3 separate regions of the Mus musculus genome follow, and all the other regions are linked to region 1. A link is a contact called in public Hi-C data. All regions are on one chromosome and are shown on one strand. Each heading gives the region's core, a stretch centred on a gene start, on an enhancer-like site or on the middle of the called end of the contact. The rest is flanking DNA. Distances are from core to core; before and after follow the strand shown. Region 1 has its middle 220 kb from the start of Gm39256. Region 2 overlaps Wwox (WW domain-containing oxidoreductase). Region 3 overlaps Gm39256 (a long non-coding RNA gene).

What was found. Hi-C and Micro-C count contacts between places; a contact is called where the count stands out from the background.
Region 2: a contact with region 1 is called in a Hi-C map of bone marrow-derived macrophages, with 47 read pairs. The contact joins two enhancer-like sites. A contact is called at or near these places in 3 of 484 Hi-C or Micro-C datasets (bone marrow-derived macrophages, macrophages and neutrophils) and 1 of 115 datasets of contacts at active chromatin or transcription factors (bone marrow-derived macrophages).
Region 3: a Hi-C map of bone marrow-derived macrophages shows a contact between it and region 1, with 43 read pairs. The contact joins two enhancer-like sites. A contact is called at or near these places in 3 of 484 Hi-C or Micro-C datasets (bone marrow-derived macrophages, brain and cortical glia) and 2 of 115 datasets of contacts at active chromatin or transcription factors (bone marrow-derived macrophages and neural progenitor cells).

The regions. Positions count from the first base shown.
Region 1 is chr8:115,421,939-115,424,638 of GRCm38.p6, reverse strand. No RefSeq gene overlaps it. Among named protein-coding and RNA genes, the nearest start is that of Gm39256, 220 kb to the left of the region's middle. Within about 2 kb of position 1,373, at least 44 of the 459 cell types and tissues checked have an H3K27ac peak or open chromatin away from gene starts, as enhancers often do. A contact at or near this core is called in bone marrow-derived macrophages and neutrophils, where this site is marked.
Region 2 is chr8:115,275,047-115,277,746 of GRCm38.p6, reverse strand. The region is part of intron 8 of Wwox (WW domain-containing oxidoreductase); the gene reads right to left. Among named protein-coding and RNA genes, the nearest start is that of Gm39257, 320 kb to the right of the region's middle. Within about 2 kb of position 1,261, at least 51 of the 459 cell types and tissues checked have an H3K27ac peak or open chromatin away from gene starts, as enhancers often do. A contact at or near this core is called in bone marrow-derived macrophages and neutrophils, where this site is marked.
Region 3 is chr8:115,596,489-115,599,188 of GRCm38.p6, reverse strand. It overlaps Gm39256 (a long non-coding RNA gene), which reads left to right. Exons shown (of 2, transcript XR_879215.3): 2 at 1-2,700. Among named protein-coding and RNA genes, the nearest start is that of Gm39256, 47 kb to the left of the region's middle. Within about 2 kb of position 1,423, at least 19 of the 459 cell types and tissues checked have an H3K27ac peak or open chromatin away from gene starts, as enhancers often do. A contact at or near this core is called in bone marrow-derived macrophages, where this site is marked.

The DNA.
Region 1 (2,700 bases), core at 124-2,623:
CCTGGCAGGAGACCCTGGCTTCTTGCTTCCTCTCCCTTGGTCGTTTTGGACCCAGGGCTCTACCTTTTCCTTCCATAGTATATCCTACAAATGATCCAGGAAGTTAGGACCTTGGCTGCATATTGGAATCACCTGTGAAGGGTTTTAGACGCTTAACTCTGGGTCCTGTACAAGAGGGTGGATTACATGGGGTAAAGCTCCCAGGTAGCCACAGTATGGACTCCCCCAGATTGGGGAAACCCTAGCCATTGATGGAGACCAGAGGAGGTGAATATTCTCCCAGAAGGGAGAAGTCTCAATCATGTATTTGCTTTTGAAGTTTTATTTTATTATACTTATTTATTTGATGGGTATGTTCATTCCCACATGTGGACATGTGTGTGCCACAGCACACATGTGGATGTCAGAGGATAACTTGTATGATCAGACTCTCTCCTTTTGCTATTTGAATCCTAGGGATCAAAGTCGGTGGGTTTGTAAGTTTGGCAGCAAGTGCCTTTACCGGCTGAGACATCTCATTGGAACCTCAACCCCATATTTTTGTGGACCTCAGTCCTATCCATACCCTGGCACAGAGCATACTTACAGCAATATTAACATGGAGGACTGTAATGATAACGTTTACTGAGTGCTCAGTGTTGACCAGGCACTTCTGCAGAATACTTTTTAATACCCTTAGGAGATTCTCTAAGGGGATAGCCATGTTCTTTCCCTTCTCCAATGGGGAAGCTGAAGTTCTGAAGTCAGTAGTTTGCCCCAAGACTCACAGCTGCCATATGTGTCCAATTCAGTTTCAACTTCCTCATTCAGCATCTGAATTTCTTACAAAATTGCAGTATCCTCCAAGGCGTAACTAGTTAATTCTCCATCTGCTTTCAAAACATCAGGACCAAGACACTGTGTCCAGCCAAGGATGTCCTCATTTTTCCTAGGGTCCAAATCTGGGAGAGTATACCTGTAATTCCAAGACTGGAGAAATGGAAATAAAAAGATTCCTAGTTTGAAAACAGTCTGTATTACAGAGTAAGTGTAAGGCCAACGGAGGTTATAGTGAGTTCTTGCCTCAAAATAAAATAAGACAGAGTCAAACACAAAAAAATGAAGAGCGAGGGATGTGGCTTAGTGGTAGGGTTAGTCTAGCACACACTAGGTCTCAGATCGAATCCCTAAGGACACAACTAGGGAGAAATTCTTCTATGAAAATTTCTACCATGATTTTGCTACTTTCAATATTGATTCAATGTAATCAAAAGTCGTTGCCAAGAAAACACTTCTGATATTTTCTTTCATGTTGCCTCATTTGGATGATCTGTGTTGTCTTGCGACACTCTGGTGGCCTTGAACTAAACTATGAAGCAGGACTTCATGACAAAAAAAAAACCGCCAACATGACTCAGAGTTAATGCCCACAAGTGTGATGATGAAGAAAAGGCCAGTCGAAAGGGAGAAGTGGCTATGAGCAGGGAGTGGTGGCTCACTCTTGTAAAACCAGCCCTTGGGATGAAAGTGGGAAGGTCAGGAGTTCAAGGCCAAGTTCCACTGTAAAGATCTTGAGACAGGCCTAGGTTATAAACGAGACTGTATCAAAAGAGAAAATGAAGGGAATAAAAGAAAAGGTACTATGGGCCAGCACAGGGGACTCAGCTATGCAGCATGCCCCCAACCTACTGCCAAACAAAGCACCTTTACCAAGGACTTTTTTTTTCCAAAAAACAAAGTTACATGTCCTCATAGAGAGGAGTCCAGTGGCCAGGGCATCAAGAGTGGATAGACATCAAGCTCAGAAAAAGGCGGGAAGGAAAATTGACCATCTCCAGAGCCTTGAATTACAGTGGGGAGATAGTAGGTAGCTTGGAGAGAAATTGAACAGTATGTTTCCCATTAATCTGTGAGTAAGCTGGGTGGAGCCTTCCCTGGCTCTTAAGTTTCTGCTTTCCTTGATCCTGGGGAGAAAAGAACAAGGCTAAGGGCTTAGTTGGATCAATAGACCTAAAGAGCTTGGGAAGTTGAAACAAAACAACAGCAACGTGAATCCTTGAAACATCAAGGGAAAACTTGAGGGAAACTGCTGGAATACACCACGGAGCCAATATTTTGAAGGTTTGGAGGTAGCTTTGTTTGAAACAAGATATCATGTAGCCAAGGCTAGCCTTGAGGTCACTGTGTATCTGAAAAAGACCTTGAACTTCTGATCCATCTACCTCCACCTCCCCCAGGGCTAAGATTGAGGGCCTGTATCACCATCCTTGGTTTTGTTTGTTGGCTCTTATGAGGTCCTTGAGATCAAACATAAGGTTTCATACACTCCAAGCAAGCACCCTGTCTATAGACTGAGCTTGTGTCCAACCCCAAGCTCGCTTAAAAACTTTAATTCTGCTAATTGTGCATGTTCTCTTAACCTCCATGGATTCATATTATGAGCAGATTAGTGACATAGACCATATTTCTTGCCTTATTTGATCTGACAGTGTTAGTACAAAGGACTTACCATCATCCCATTTTCCAGAACAGTCTAAGAGAGGCTGAAGTGAGCTCTAGACTTTTGTCTCTCCATAGCCACTTGTCTTTCTTGAACAACTCAGTTGGCTGGTAAAGGTGATGGGGTGAGTGTTCTAGATAGAGCTGTCTTAATTCTGGTATGCAGATCCAACAAGGTGACACATTGACTTCCAGAAGGCCACTGAGCAAAGAGCATGACTG
Region 2 (2,700 bases), core at 12-2,511, 150 kb after region 1:
CAGATTTTTGGGAATTTTCCCCCTCCCACACACCCCCCCCCAAAAAACAGAAAAGCTTTATGGGTGAGCCTGAGGAGAATGGAAAGGGGGAGCTCCTGTTCTGGGGAGAAGCCATAAAATCTGCAGCCACTTGAATCAGTGCACTTAACGTTGAAGAGCAGGCCAGATTTAAAAAAAAAAAAATCAGCCTTCTCCTTTGTGTTTCTAAAAATGCTGTGGGGAAAAAAAATAGCCATTTGAGAGCCAGGAGTGGAGCGATGCCAGCACTCAGGAGGCTGAGGCAGGAGGATTGGAAATTTGAGGTGGCTTGGGCTGCACAGTAAGACACAGATGCATGGACACACATATACACCCACAGGAGAGAGACAGAGACAGAGACAGAGGGGGAGGGAGGGAGGGAGAGAGAGGGCAGGAAAGAAGGAAGGAAGGGAGGGAGGGAGGGAGGGAGGGAGGGAGGGAGGGAGGGAGGGAAGGAAGGAGGGAGCAAGGACTAAGCATGGCATGGTAGCACATGCCTATAGTTCCAGCACTCAGAAGGTGGAGCTAGGAACCAGTATTGTAGATTAAGTTCAAGGATAGCCTGGGTTACAAAGTAAGTCCATACCTAGCTTGGGCTGCTTAGAGGATAAATCCTGTCTCTAAAACATCAAAAGCAATAACACCCACACAAACAACAGAAACAGGATGTAAGATATGGCTTGCCTTTCTTAAAAACAAAAGGAATAATCTAGTGGGGGCTGGAGTGATGGCTCAGTTGGGAGGAGCAGTTGCCATTCCTTTGAAAGACTTGGTTTGGTTCCCAGCACCCATGCTGGGTGGCTCACAACCACCTGTGACTTCAGCTCCAAAGGATCCAACACCCTCTGCTGGTTTCCAAGACCATCCACACACAGAGCAGCATACACATGTAAACATGCACATACGTGCAAAAGCATGCACATGTAAGAATAACTAAAAGAGTAAGCAAATACTAAAAAAATGAATAGTAACTTGAGAAATGGTTCATGATAAGCCGATTCAAAGAAGACACACACATACACACACACACAAACACACACAAACACACACACACACACACACACACACACACACACACACACACACACACACAGAGCCTCTGATTTTATATTGAAACTCAAAATGAAAATTCTTTCCAGTAAACAACTTTCTTCCTGGTTTTCTGTTCAGTGTTAGGTCGGCTGCAGCAGGGAGGGGCCAGTTTCCCTGGTAACAATACTAGCCCTGTGGCTAAACTCAGGCTACCACCCATGATGTCACTGCCCACAGGACATGGCACAATGGGCTTTTGCTGGTACCACTAGCTCTGCAATACCACTGAAACCGTTTCCACCCAACTTCTTTTTTTTTTTTTTAAATCTCTCTAGCCTGTGTTTCATGCCCAGAGACACAGGAAGGTATCACTTTCTAGAAGTCATTTTATAACCCTGTGATTTCCTTGCCTTTCTCCTGTGCCTCCTCCAAATGGAAGCAGTGAGAGGATCCAGGACGCAGCTGATCTGTCCTCTCAGCTGTGGTGAGCCTGTCTAGATCCTGGCCTCTCGAGGACTCTACGCATTTGTGGAATGAGTGGTGGCCCATCCTTGCCATTCTTCAGGAAGTGGGACAGTGCCATGTGGCCACTTCTTCCCCGTCACTCAAGACAACCCAAGTGCCCTGAGACCCTTTTGCCCTTCTGTCTAGACAGGCACAGCAGAAAACATTTACCATTAATTGATTTTGTTTGGGTAATTCCATACATGTCTATACAGTGTACTCTGGATATTCATTCCTCCCCCCCCCCCCCCCCTCTTAGCTGTTTCCCACCTCTGCCAATGGCCCCTCTTCCTAACAAAACTCTTCTGCACAATTCCTGAGCCACCGCTGATTTTTAACCAAGGCCTTCTCCAATGACCACGGGTTTGGAGTTATCCACTGGAGCCTGGCAGGCTCAACAAAGGGGTGCACGGCTGAAAATAACAACCATCCCTCCCAGAATCCACCAGTTCAGGAGCAAAGGTTAACTTTCAGGTTTCTCTCCCAATGTAACGAGCCAATTCAAGCCACATCAAGAGTATGAGGGCGGGTTTATTGAGAGGCAGCTCTCAGATGGATTCACTGATTCATGGGTAGAGGTCAATGGAGTCACATGCCCAGGCTAAAGCAAGGGAGTTTTATTGGTCTTGGGTGTGGGGTGGGTGGTGACCATGGTCACTTTTGGGTGGCTTTTCAGAAACATGGAGACAAGGAGTGATCCGGGCTTTTCTGCTTGAGAGCAGGGGGCGGGGTTTGAGGAAGAAGAACAAACGGGGTTTGTTTGTGCAGGGGTGGGGGTTGGGGGTGGGATGAGCAGGTGGGATGTTTTAAATTTAGAGTCTTTTAGAGTTCAAACGATCAGGTAAAACTTCTTTCTGATGAAAATGAGAATTTTGAAAGTGCTTGTTTCCTCCAACCAAAGATTTATGCCAGCAGGTCAAAGACCTGTGTTCGCTTTGTAAAATTCGTTTGGTTTTGATTTTCTCTTGTAGAAAGTGGGAGATCTAACCAGCTCTATTTCAAACCCAGGACCCAAGCACCCTTCCTAGTAGGGACATTGAAAGAAAAGGCCACAGAGACCTCCTATGTGGAAACCATTTGAGTAACAAGAAGTGTTTCTGGATAACTATGAGTCTGTTCATTTTCAGACTGGTGTGTTGCAACCTG
Region 3 (2,700 bases), core at 174-2,673, 170 kb before region 1:
TTACCGAGATACATGAGGCCTTTCATAATAACCTCTAGAATTACTTTGAGAGTATCTTTCCCAGCTTCTAGCCAAGGCATGTGAAAAAATTTCAGAGGTGTGTTTCCAGGACTCTTCTCCATTACGAGTAGTGGTCTAGTTTCTATCTGCAAGAATCCAAGTGACCTCATTGAGGAGGAGTCTGTCCAATTATCATGTGGACATCCCATTCATTTTCCAGCAGAAGTCATCCCTGCTAATTTACTAATTCGTCCAGACATCCCCTGCCAGCCAACCCTGAACACCCTCCAGCTTTTTTCCTTTAGCCAGACACTGAATCCAGAAGCCACTTTCAGTTGTGTTAGCCCTTTGGAGGTAAAGAGGGCACAGGAAGGACCCATAGATTCCCTAGGCTTCAAGGAGATGTGTTGTGAGGCTCACAGCCCTATGAGAGATGCTTTTTACCAAGGAGCAAATCCAGGTGGGCACAGAAATAAAGATAAGGGCATCATCTGCCTGCCCCCATCATTACGTAGCAAGGATAAGAGGATAGGAACTAAGTTTGCCAGTAGTTCTCCAAGCCTGCTGGCTGGAGCTTCCATGCCTTCTGGTCTTCAAGCCTGATGATCTAGGCTGTTGGGCTTTTTGTCTTAACCCCCATCCAGTCAGCCAAACCTTTGAGTTCTCTTGTCTGGAGCCTTACATCTGTGTCTACCTCACTAGAACAGAGCAAATGCTTTCTTCTGTCTCTACAGCATTTCCTCAGAGGAGCTGCTGTGGTCTGTTCTCTGCTTTCACAAGCTGTGTGCCCCTTGATCCTAGCTATTTACACTCAGTGCATCCTGTCCCCCACCAGAGATGGAAGATGCTTCTCCTTTCCCTACATACTCTCCCCTCCTCTCCCACTGCTACTTGTCTTTCCCTATTTAGATTTGTTTTAATTTCATGTGTGTGTTTTGTACATAGGCATGTATGTGTACATGGGTGCCCAGTGACCACAGAGGCCAGAAAATGCCAACGAATCATTTGGGACTGGAGTTACAGATGGTTGAAGGTTGCCCTGATGATTCTAGAAACTGAATGGAGATCCTCTAAAAGGATAGCAAGTGCTTTTAACCAGTTAGGCCACTTCCTCAGCCCCTATCTGTTCTTAATTTTCCTAGTATTTTCTTTCCACCTTGGTGTGTCTCTGTTTATGTATGGAGGTCCAGGAAGATGGTAGAAGGGGAAGTAGGAGGAAGAAACAGGAGAGACAGGAAAACAAAACAAAAAAAAGAACATAGAAGAAAAGGAATGAGGAAAGAAATGAAGAAAGGGTGGAGGAAGGATATAGAGCTACTTTTCTGGTATCTGCTGTGAGAAGGTAGCAGCCTTCCAACCCCCACATCCTTCCCCATTGCACAGGCAATGGCAGCTGTGCTTTGCAGGAAGCTGCCAGCTTGTAATTCCCTCTTGTGGCTCCAACCCCAGGGACATGGTGTGAGCCCGCTGCACTTTGAATTGTGCAGCAGTGGGCTCAGAGCACGTGGTGGCACACAGGAAAGGCTGAAGGTGTGTGGCTGGAGGTGAGGAGCTCCTCGTTCCTAATGGACTGCAGCCTTCCCTCCTGGACGGGGCTGGTCTTATCATGCAGGAAGCTGGCAGGCTGTGTGTTAATCAATTGATAGCATCACTTGGCATCCCGCAGCCAGCTTAGGCTTTCTAAGAGAACACGTCGCTGATTTCCAATCTCTCCATCCGCTCAGAGGTTGGAGGCAGAGGGAGCAGTGGGAATTCTCCCAGAGCTCTGGCGACAAGCCAAAACCTGGCACACTGTACTTCCCCTCCGGAAGGAAATGAACCCCCAGATAGAGGGGAGAAAGGAGAAGAAGAAAATGCCAAGAATGTCCCTGGGGAAATGAAACTGTCATATGACCAGAGTCTCCTTTTGTTGGGAGGATGGGTAGGTATTAACCAGGACAAATTCTACTCCAAAGCAACCAGCCAAGCAATACAGAATCTTGTCCTATTAGCCAGCCCTCTGCAGTTGCAAATGTTTTTCTCATCTCCCTCTTTTGCTTTCCTCTCTACCCCATTTTGTGATCCAGAATTCTCTACCTTTGTCATCCACCCCTCTGTTACCCCCTCCTGATGCTAGGCTGACCTCCAAGATTGCAGCTTATTTAACTTTCCTGCAGTCTGAGAAAGTCTACCATTCTTTAGTGACTGCTGTTGAGTTGACATCTTCCAGAGATTATTACTCCTATCCAGATAGATGTTCCTCGGGGTCTCTTGATCACCATTCTGGTTTCAGGGCTGACACTGAGAGTAGAGTTCAGAGTGTTATCAGAATGTGTATATGAGTAAATCATACATGGATGGAAAGATGGGTGGTCCATGGGTGATTGAATAGATAAGTAGATGGTTTGGCAGTGAATGGCTAGATGGATGGATGGGCAGAAGGATCTGTGGGTCATTACATGGATGACTAGGTAGACTGGTGGTGGCTGAATGGATGGATGGGCAAATGGACAATCTGTGAATGAATGAATAGATGGGATGATGGGTGATTATATGAATGGATAGATAGATGGGCAGATGAATGTATGAGCAGCAGATGGTGCATAAATGTATGACTAGACAGAGGGGTGATGCATCAACAGTTGAATAAGATGAGTAAGTGGATTTATAGGTGAGGGGATGGATGGATGGATGGATGGATGGATGGATGGATGGATGGAT